2 separate regions of the Mus musculus genome follow, and region 1 is linked to region 2. Evidence: chromatin contacts called from public HiChIP or PLAC-seq data. All regions are on one chromosome and are shown on one strand. The core of a region is the stretch at or near the end of the contact, and the rest is flanking DNA. Distances in the headings are between cores, read along the strand shown.

Evidence for each region. HiChIP or PLAC-seq counts read pairs in DNA pulled down with a chosen protein or histone mark.
Region 1: a contact with region 2 is called in an H3K27ac HiChIP or PLAC-seq map of regulatory T cells, with 6 times the contacts expected there. The contact joins two enhancer-like sites. A contact is called at or near these places in 1 of 484 Hi-C or Micro-C datasets (bone marrow-derived macrophages) and 3 of 115 datasets of contacts at active chromatin or transcription factors (acute myeloid leukemia, large pre-B cells and regulatory T cells).

The regions. Positions count from the first base shown.
Region 1 is chr1:55,804,226-55,809,954 of GRCm38.p6, forward strand. No RefSeq gene overlaps it. Among named protein-coding and RNA genes, the nearest start is that of Gm32949, 82 kb to the right of the region's middle. Within about 2 kb of position 2,941, at least 64 of the 459 cell types and tissues checked have an H3K27ac peak or open chromatin away from gene starts, as enhancers often do. A contact at or near this core is called in regulatory T cells, where this site is marked.
Region 2 is chr1:55,428,930-55,434,391 of GRCm38.p6, forward strand. The region is part of intron 1 of Plcl1 (phospholipase C-like 1); the gene reads left to right. Among named protein-coding and RNA genes, the nearest start is that of Plcl1, 26 kb to the left of the region's middle. Within about 2 kb of position 1,917, at least 19 of the 459 cell types and tissues checked have an H3K27ac peak or open chromatin away from gene starts, as enhancers often do. A contact at or near this core is called in regulatory T cells, where this site is marked.

The DNA of each region.
Region 1 (5,729 bases), core at 1,691-4,190, 380 kb after region 2:
TTTGGGATACCTCTAATCTATCAAAGGCTGAAAGTAATGGGAAAAGCACATCAACATGTGGCTTACTGTCAAAGAGCATTTCCTGTACTGCAGACCTAAACGTTTGAAGGCAGAACAAGTCCCAAGTTAATGGAGACCCTTCAATTATTCATCCTGCCGCCTTCTTTTGCTGACTCCTGTGATAGTGTCATAGTCCCCTGCAATCTTATGAAAAGAAGACCACCTAGAGTTAGGAAGGGGTAATGGTCTATCTCTATTTTCTTTTTTCATTTTTAACAGTATAATTTAAAAAGGATAAAAGAAAAACTATGGCATAAATTTGGTCAAGACAAGCCAATAGGAGGAAAGAGCCCAAAAGAAGGTAAAAGAATCAGAGACCCACTTATTAGAATATGTAAAGATCCCATAAAATACTAAACTGGAAACCATAATATATACTCAGCAACCCTGGTGCAGCCTCGCGCAGGCTCTGTGCTTGCTGCTTCAGTCTCTGTGAGTTTGCACAAGCTTTGATCACATTGATTTAGACAATTTTGTTTTCTTGGTGTCCTCCATCTCCTCTGGATCTTACTCTTTCTGCTTCCTCTTCTGCAGGGTTTCCTGAGCTCTGAGGAGAGAGGTTTGATGGGCACATCCCATGTAGTTCCAAGGTCTCTTGTGCATTGCATCGTGGCTGGCTGTGGGTCTCTGTATTTGCTTTCATCTGCTGTAGGAGGAAGCTTCTCTGATGATGACTAAGCAAGCTATATTTTATTTTGTTATATTTTTTTAAATGAAAGAATAAATGACAGACTGACTGGGTGCATGGGTGAGTGGATGAATGGATAAAGCCACTAGGATAAAGGTTAACAAAGGAACTGCCACTTATACCTACAGGGAGATGAAAAATCAATTTTCTCCAGTAGAGTTCCACTGGATATATCAACCACTCCAGGGAAACCCTCGTGTTCAGGAATAGTAGATTAACATATGATTAGATTGTGTGTGTGTGTGTGTGTGTGTGTGTGTGTGTGTGTGCGTGCGTGCGTGCGTGCATGTGAGCATGTGCGAGAGCACCCTTTTATTTGATTACAGTTTAGTATTTTGCTTTGCTTTGTTTGGTTTGGATGTGGTTTTAGAGTGTTTTGAGTTTGTGGGTGTTTGGTTTTGTGAGCTTTTTGCTTGTTTTTGGAAAAGAACTTAAAATTGGGTGGGTAGGAAGGGGGGAAAGATCTGGAAAGACTTGAGGAGGAGGAAATATGATCAAAATATATTTAAATCTAAAATTTTTAAATAATAAAAGTGTAATAAAAAGAAAAATAATGACCTGCTATTAACTAAATCTTATCACCAATAGCAGGGGCTGTGTTGCTGCCCCTACAACAAGGAGGCACACCATCCCATTCCAAATGGAGAAAGATACCCATGCTGGGATTGCTCCTACAGATGCTTCACCATCAAGTAGATCAGCCTCAGTTGCATGTCTGACCTGTTGTGAAAGCATGTATTTGCTCTTGTCTAACGCATCCTTATTTCTGCCAGTTCTCTAGTCACACTTCCCCAAAGAAGATATACAACATTTCAATTTTTAATAAGAAGATTCTCATTAGAAGTAATCATCAGAGAACTATAAATCAAATTTCAATGAGATATTACATCATACCTACTAGAATGGCTTTGATCAAAAGTCAAAGATAAAGAGTATTGACAGATCTATGGAGAGAATAAAGGGAACTTTTTATTCTAATGGAAGGGAGATAAACAGTTATGGCAAGTACAAAAGTTATTATACGGCTTCTTAAAAATTAAAAATAGAACTACTATATGGTTAAGCAACCCACTCCTGATTATAAGTCTAAGAAAATAAAATCACTACCTTGAACAGACACCTACATTCCAATATTCACTGAAGCATAATTTGTAACGCCAAGATAAATGGCCTAAGTGTTATTAATAGAGAAATGGATAAGAAAATGTTGGGGTTGGGAGAAGGCTCACTCTGTAAAGTTCTTTCATGTAAACATGAAGACCTGAGTTTAGACTCTTAGTACCCACATAGAATGTTGGGCATGACATCACACGTCTGTTAATGTAGGGTAGTAGAGGCAGGTAGATTTCTGGAGTTATCGGCCAGTCAGCCTACCTAGATTGATGAGCTCTGAGTTCAGTTCACTCTCCCAAAACTAACATGAGTAGCAGTTGATGAAGATGCCTAACTTTGACATCTGGTCTCCATATGCCCATTTGGAAGTCTGTATATAATCATACATATGTATACAACTACATGAATGGTTAGCAGTATAGACTGTAGAACAGGACAGTATATGGTACAGTAGGGAGCATCCAGGAGGATGTAGGAGGAAGATGATTTATGGAGAAATCAATCTTTATGAAGCTGATTTGAAGGAGAAATAACACTCAAGTCTTCTCAGACAGCCCTGGCTAATGCTGGTCTGTTTAGAACATGAGGAGCAAACCATGGCTCTGTAAGTGTTCATCATACTACTAAGTTGCCACATTTCTGTTCAAAATAATGACAACATAGTCACAGGCTGGAAAGAAACAAATGCTTTATTTTTGACTCAATAGGATCAGGCCTCTAAATGATAAAATGTCACCACACTTCCTGTGGGGTTAGATAGTACTGGTTCCATGGAAGGTAAAATAAATCATAAAATGTCAAACAATCTTTGGAAATCCCATAAGAATGTGTAATAGCAGAGATTAACTTAGGTCTTATTAAGCACAACAAACTATTAGAGTAGGTGTCTTTTTCTGCATTTGAGAATAAAGTATAGCATATTTGTACTGCCTACTGAAAGTCGCTCTCGTGTTTGAAGAGCACCAATCAGCAAAATGATCAGGAGTTGCTTGTGGGTCTCCTGTGAGTGATGACTATGCCTCCACACAGAGAAGCTGAAGCAACACGACTGTTGAGCATTTTCTTTCTTTTTCACTTCCTCTGTTCCCTCCCTCTAGTCTGTGACTTCCACCCCCACTCTGTCTTATTCCCAGCTGTGAAGCAGGAGTGAGTGACTGTGGGAGCCGAGAGGGCTTGGCATACAATCCTACTGTCCATCAAGGCTGCAGGACCTGCCAGCACCCTTCCTCCTCCATCTCCAGACAGTCAAGGCTGAACACGCTCAGGAGGAAACAACAGAGGCTCCCTCTCTCAGCCTCTTGAGTAGAATTAGTGGCTTACTTTCCTTCTTCTCTGCTGTTCCAGGCCCTCTTAGCTCTCCAGACTGAAAATGATGTGTTTGTTACTGTTGTCTGTCTGCTGAACTGGCCACCAGTGGCCCAAAGGTCATTTTCTCAGGCTCTAGTTCAGCTTTCCCAGCCAACTTTTGTTTCTTGGTCCCTTCCGGGTGCCTGGCTCCACTTTTACACTTATCTTCTTTCTCCTACTCACCTCTTTCAATCAGAACTGCTTAAAAAGTTCTCCCATGTAATTCAAGATAAAGGCCACTTACCAGCTCCTCTGGGATAGAGTCCACTGCTCTTACTGTTTGGTGGACTGGCAGAGTACCTTCCCTCTGGTCCCTTGGCAACTGGAAAAGTGTTCTCTTGTGATACAGGACACTATAATTACAGGTTTGTTTGGAAGAGGCTTAATTGGTTATAAATTTGGGGTTTAAACCTGGTTTCCAGCACTTAAGTGATGATTGTGTAATATTTTGGGTGTGGCAAAATATAATCATATTACTAATATATTAATGAATGAATAATTATCAATAACAATTAACCAAAATGATGTATTACTGTTACTATATTATTCATATATAATAGTATGATGATGCTTGTTGCATAGTGCGTTTCCTAGTGTCATCGTGTATAACAGTGTGGTGAATAACTACAGCTGGATGGAGGGGCATGGCACACAGTGGGCATTCAACTAAGGAGCCACAGTGTTGCCTCCTCTGTGTCTCAGTGCATCTTGGGTAAAGATTCTTGTCTTGGTGTCTTGCAGTCTCTGTCTTCCTTTCTCCCCCTCCCTTCTACCCTTCACCCCACCTAGTGCCTTCTCTCCCACACACTGTTAACCTATGGGCTCCACCTCACATATCAGTTATAGATGATGGTGTGACAGACATGTTTTCCTACAAGACATCACTAAGTCTGATCAATTGTTTTGTAATTAATCACATTCCAACCTAATCTTTCTCTCAGCAAACTTCAATAATATTGTCAAAAGAAATTCTTTTTTTTTTTTTCAGTTTGGTTTTTGAGATCTGATTTTTCTGTATAGCCCTGGCTGTCCTGGAAATCACTCTGTAAACCAGGCTGTTCTCAACCCTAAAGATCTCCCTGCCTCTGCCTCCTAAGTTCTGGAATTAAAGGTGTGCGCCACCATCACCTCAATCAAATTTTTTTTTTTTTAAGAGAGGTGAAGAACATGCTATAAAATCCCAAGGTCCTTTTCGGAAGGAGTAGGCCATACATCTGTTCTGTCCTCACATGTGGTAAATACTTGGAGACCAAACTTTAATCTTAGTTTATCTTAGTTGGAGAACTCACTTGTGAGTGAGACAGACTGGAATAGTAAGTACAATACATAGTTCACATAATATTTTAGGGGTATGAGAATACTAGGAGTGGTGAAATAATGTCACGGAAGCCACACAACTGTAGCAGTGTTGGAAATGGAGAGTGCAGACCAAGCAGAACCAGGAAGGAGAAAACCACAGCTCTTGGCCACACCCTTGGGTTTTTTTTCTTCCTTGCTTGTTAGCAAGATTTTGAGGAAGAGTGAGAATGAGAAGAACCAGATGGAAGGATGCCAGCAGAAAAGGTATTTCAGAGTCATGTTCCTAAATTCAAGAAGGATTGAATACATAAGGTGAAATAAAGCCACTCGGTGAACCGAAGCATGGCTCTCTGCCATCTCAAGTCCCACAGTAAAATTTCTCAGACAAAGGCAGGAAGCTTGCTTGTACATGATCCCATCTCTGTCTTAAGTAACAAAAATATTTTGGTGTTTATTGTTCCCGCTTGGTTTATTGCTGGGATGAAAAGTTCTCAGTGTTTTATGTAGACAGTGGTAGTAGGTAGAAAGGCAATGCGATTGTGCCGACTCAGGACATTTAGCAGTGGTATAAATGACGGAACTTGGCAGAGGTAATATGACTCTAGCTGTTATTCAGGCAGCTGCAGAGGGAACACAAGGTTGGTGATATGTGCAAAGAACAAAACTGGTCATCAGGGAAGTGGATAGAATATGAGATGAAATGATACAAGACAGGGCTGGAGAGATACAGATAACAGAAGCCAAGCTGAAGACTCCAAGCCTTGTTCTCAGGACCACTCAGTGTGCACTGTGCAAAAAGGGCTGGATGGTGCAGACTTTAAATAGGAAAGGCAGCTATGAGGCCATTGCAACAACTGGCCATACATAATGTCTGATGCAAGAAAGAGATACTCAGGACTAGCAGATTTCCTTTAGGCAGTGAGGCAAATGAGGTCCTCATGGAAAGACATCTGGAAAATGAACTGTCTCAGTGTCTGGGTTAGACAAAGCTATGGAAGCAATTACATGAATATGTGTGTGCTAGTTACTCTCTGCATCAATTGCTGGAACAGACAACTCTTCAGTAGTTTTATCAAGGGAAATTTATTTCTCAATCACTTTCCTGTCCTTTGTGGGTAGGAATGGTATGGATGGACTCTTCTCTATGTGCTAATTCTTCATCCATCTATTAGAATATTCTTCTAGGCATTTGGTAATCTTTAATTTATTTGGCAGAATGAAT
Region 2 (5,462 bases), core at 667-3,166:
GTAGAACATAAGAAAGGACTCCCTTGAACTCTATGTCTTTTGTTTGTTTGATCGTTTGTTTCCTGAGATTACTATCTGGCTTAGAAAAATCACCAGTCAGTCACTCTTCAAGTTTGACATTGTTTTTTAAATTACCAACAGTGGTGCATTTGTTCTTAGGAACTTAGGTGGCTACAGAGTTTCCTTAAACTGTGACTTTTAGTCAGTGGAATATGGTGACTCACAGGGGCTGTTTTCTGTTCTTTATGTAGACAAATCTCTATGTTTTTATTATCCTAGGCTAACAAATGTGTTATTTGTAAAGTGGAGCATAAAATGTAACTTTGCTAACTTTTATGTCTGACATGACAGCCCTTCATAACTTGGGACTGAGTCATGTAGGCCGTGCTTAGAGATGGATAGAGAAAAGCTTGTCATGCTGATCTCAGCTGTGCTGTAATAATTGTGGTTGGAAAATCTATTCTAATTTGGAAGTAAATAGATCTTTGGAAAACAATCAGTGTTTCGGTGATATTCATATTAATGATGTTTTATTTAGTGAAGCAGCTTGCAAGAGATTCGCGGGTTCATTGGCTGATGTTGCTTTGTAATGGTGTCAACATTACATAGACACCTTCCTTATGCTGAAGTCTCTCAATGATCAAAATTACCTTTGAGTTCAAACTAAAATTTAGTGACACTAAAAAAGAAATGCTTAAAACATTTTGTTTATGCCCTTTATATTTTTAAATTGAACATTAAAATGTCAAGTTTCAAGTTTTCTTTTCTTTTTTATTTCAATATATATCTTTGATTAAATAAAATGGTATTTAACAGAGGCTTCAAAATTCTTAGTGCTTGGATGATTATACTTTAAAAATCAAGTACAGACAAAAATATTCATTCACGCTAATTTAGAAGTTTGAAGATTTATTTTTATGTGTGTGTGCTTGCCTGAGTTTATTTTTACCACATGCATGCAGTGTCCTTGGAAGCCAGAAGAGGGCATTGGAACCCCTGTAACTAGAGTTGGAGGTGGTTGTGAGCCACTACATGGGTGCTGGTTGTCCAACCCAAGTCTTCTACAAGAGCAATATGTGCTCTTAACTGTGAGTGATTATTCTGGTCCCTAAGGTGGAAGTTTAGATAAAATCTTGTTAAAATTCACAGGATTGTCATGTCCTGGAACTTTATTTAAAAATCCACATTGTGATGTTAAATGTGTATGTATGGGCAGAGAGTGAATTTGCTGTGACCAGTTTTATAAGTATGTGCATAGCTTCATCATTAAATATTCTAACCATCTCCAATTGTGTAAAAGCAGCTACTGAAAACATTCATGTCCTTTGAAGAAACATCAAGAACAGATGGGAACAGAGAGTCTTTGACTATCCTGAAACAGTTCTACAAATAGTTACGACTTCCTTTCAAAAGTTAGAAATTCTATTAAATCTATTTCCATTCTTCACAAGGGCTGCTAGCTGACTGTGTAATGACATGCCACGCAGCACAAAGCATGACCTCTGATGCTACTGCTATGGTGTGCTTGCTTAGTAGAGGAAGGAAAAGTAGCTAGTATTAGGAGAAGTGCTACACTTGGGTTGCCAGATGAAGTACAGGACGCAGAGTGAAACTTACATTTCATTTAAACAACACATAGTAGTTTAGTGTATGCCTCGTACAACTACTGTTCACTGTTTAAATAAAATTTAAATTTAACCAGTTATCCTATACTTCTGGTGAGTCTGCTGGCCCTCACCCTTTGCGGTTAGGTAGATAGTAAGTAACGGTGAAGGAATAGTTTTTTTTTTTTTCTGATGTATCAGAAACTCTCCTTAAAGTTCCTCAGGAATCAAATTGTGTCTTACTCACCCAGCTAATGAGTCATTTCTGGAGCTGACATTTGAATCTAGTCAGCCCCAAGAGCTCTGCTTTGATGTTGAAGTACCACAACTGCTGATTTCAAGTTCTGCTCTGAGCCAAAGTAGCAAACCATCCTGTGACTGGCATAAAGAGATGGAGACCAATGCAATAGAAGACTCAGAAGTAAACCTTTGCAGCCTCGGCCCCTGGATTGCCCACAAAGTTCCCAAAGCATGGTGGCAGGTCGCCTGGGTATCCATATGCAAAAAAAGTAAAACTAGATCTATAGTTCTCACTCTGCATAAAAAGCAATAATATAAAACGTATTGTTTTCTTAATGTAAAACTTGAAACTTTAGGATGGCTAGAGGAAAACGAAGGAAAAACACTTGAAGATGTAGGCATGGGCACAGTTTTGGAATGTTACTCTAGCTGTTCAGGAAATGATAACAAATTTATAATCAGGATTCCATGAAATTGGAAAAGCTTCTGCACAGCAAATGAAACAATTGCCAGAGAAACTCGACAGCCTACGGAACAGAAGAAAACGCCTTGCCAGCGTTTTAATCAATTGGAGGTTAAAAATCCATATTATATAAAAAAATTAAAAAGTAAAAAGCCATCCAAAAACTCAGTCAATAAATGGGCAAATAGATCAGACAGTTGCCAAAAGAAGAAGTACAAATTACCCATAAGTACAAAAAAAAAAAAAAAAAAAAAAACAAATCAACATCTTTAACCATCAAGGAAATACAAGCCGAAAGGACATGAAGATTCGTCTTGCTCTATTCAGAATGGTGATTACCAATGATACAACAAAAGCTGGACAGGATGTACAGAGCATGGTGATGGAACCCATGTTCACTGCTGGTGGCAATGTAAATTAGTTCAGCTACCGTGGGAGTCGGTAAGGTGATTTCACAAAAACCCGGAAATGGATCTGCCATATGATCCAGTTATACCACTCCTGTACATACACTGCAAGGAATCTACAGAGACACCAGGGTATCCTCTGCACTGTTATGGAATTAGCCTAGGTGCCCATCAACAGATGAATGAATAAAGACAGTGTATACACACACACACACACACACACAGTGGAGTGTTATTTGGTAACATTACTTGGCATGAAATTATGTAACTTTCAGGAAATTGGATGAAATTGGAGACTGGTTAACGTGAGTTAAGGGAAATAAACCAGGAATAGAAAGACAGATACTATCATTCCTTTTCATATGAGATCTGGATTAGAGAATGCATCCGTGAAAAGCAAAAGGTGAAGGTTTGAGAAGAGTCAGGGAGCAGCAGGAGGGAAGAGGGAGATAGATAGGAGAAGGTAATGAACGTGCGAGAACATGATCCAAGGCCATTGGAAACAAGTAAATAACATAAAAACAGCTAAAAATAAGAACAGTGCTCTCAAATGGTTCCTCATATACTGGGGTTTGTATTGTAAAAGTACAATCAATTCTATGTTCTATGTTCTCCAATATTCTTTACTATACTGGAGTTTTACATTCTAAAAATCATCAAATACATTTAAATTTTGCATTAAATAATTCATTTAGTAAACAATTGATTTTTTTTTCTTTTTTTATAGTCTGTTACTTTCTCTTTTTGGTTTTGTTCTTCCTCCTCTCCCATTGTCCTTCCCAGTTCTGCTGTCCTCCCTTGATGGATCTCTTCTGCCCAGATTGCTGCCTTCTCCTCTCCATGTGTTCTGGTCCTTCCTCCCCACCACGTTAAGATCTCATTCTCTGCTCTTATGGTCACATTTCTACACTTGCAACCACTTCACACTGAATATCCATTCACACATATGAAAGAAAACATATGGTATTTGTCTCTCTGAGCTCTGCTTATTTTAACATAACGAAGTTGGTTTAATTTAGCCTAAACCAGTCTCAGACTCACTAAGGTGACTTGACCTCCTGACCTCCCTTTCTCTAACTCTCGAGTGCTGGGATCAGTCATCTAGGACTATACCTAGCAACTTTGATTTCTTTATGGCTGGAGAGTTTCCTTTTGTTTTTGGCACCAGTCTCCACTGTGTATGTAACACTGGCTAGCCTGGGTCTCTTTGTATACCAGGTTGACCTCAAACTCACAGAGGTCTAAGTGTTTGGGATTAAAGGAGGATGCTGCCAGGCCTGGCCCTAATTTGAGAAAGTTTGAAGCACATGTAGATTTTTGATGTTCTATTTCAAGAGTCATTCATTAGTTTTGCTAGATGTTTTTGTTCGCTGCATATTCTGGCAGTGACTTCTTTTTAATTTTCTTGGTAAGGATGAATCAGTTTATACCTGGGGGGAGCTGTATCTTTTCAGTCTGCTTGATTTGTGGATTGAGTAGTTTCTGTCCCACCTCCTGTTGATGTCAATCATCCAGGACTTTGTGTGGCATGGACTATAGTTTTTTCCATGAGTACAGTGGTTTCCATTAATTTAATTAAATAAACGATAACTGTCTTTAATGATAATGTAGTTTTTACATGTGAAATATTGAAGTAATTCCAGTTACCATAATAATTATTCTTAGTTTTCTTTTGCATTATACATTTTTGTTTCAAAATGTTTATTAATGGGCTAGCAAGTTGGCTCAGTAGGTAAAGTTTCTTTTCAATCCTCATGATATGAGTTTAATCAGATTCCAGGACCCATGTGGTGAAGGAGAGACTCAACACTTACCAGTTGTCCTGTGAGCACCACACACATGCTGAGGCACACACGTGCTTCACTCCCCAATAAATAAACAAATGTAATAAAAGTTCATTATTTTAATGTAATAATATAAAATGAAAATATTTGAATAAAAAAATCAAGTTTTCTTTAAAAAATACCCACTATGATAATCATGTAATTGAAATAAAGATGTTTTTAAAGACTTCTGTATTCTCTAGTAAATTTACAAAATTTGTAAAAAGTCAACTAAATGTGTAGCACTGAAGGCCATTTATTAAGTCGCAGTAAAATACAATAACAAAATTTGCTAACTTTCATTTCTAAGTATACCTCAGCTATTCCTAGTGGCCAAGCCCAGAGCCTGTTTCATTTTGAGCCGACTCTGCATCTGTTAGTAATTCCTCAACAGTACCCTCCTTCCCCACACCTGGCGACAGCTGCTCTGCTTTCTCTCTTCATGAATCTGGTAAGGCCATTTAGAATTATGTTACAATTTGATATCCACTATTATTAGATACACCACAATAAAACGGGAAAATTTAGAACTGGAGCCAAACCCTTTCCTTGATTTTTTAGTTTGAGTTGCTTGATTTCCCTGAATCTGCTTGCACACCTCTAAGAGGGAACGAGTAATTCATTCTACTGCTGGTAGGGTTTCCTGAGACAAGGTCCAGAAGACATTGAAAGCGTGACAGGCATTTAATAAGAGACATTATCGTAGCTACAGTCAAAATATTAACTCTTTTTCTTAGTTAAACAAATCCTTAGTGGTCTGACAAAGACCAATTCATTGTGAATTCCTGGGAAGGTTGCTGTGTGTTGCTTTGTAATGTAGAAGTCATAAATGCTTAAACCAAATCTTAAAGTTTATTTACGACTATAAAAACATAATATATGTATTTAGTTTTTGCAAATTTCAATAGAAAACCAAAAAGTTGAT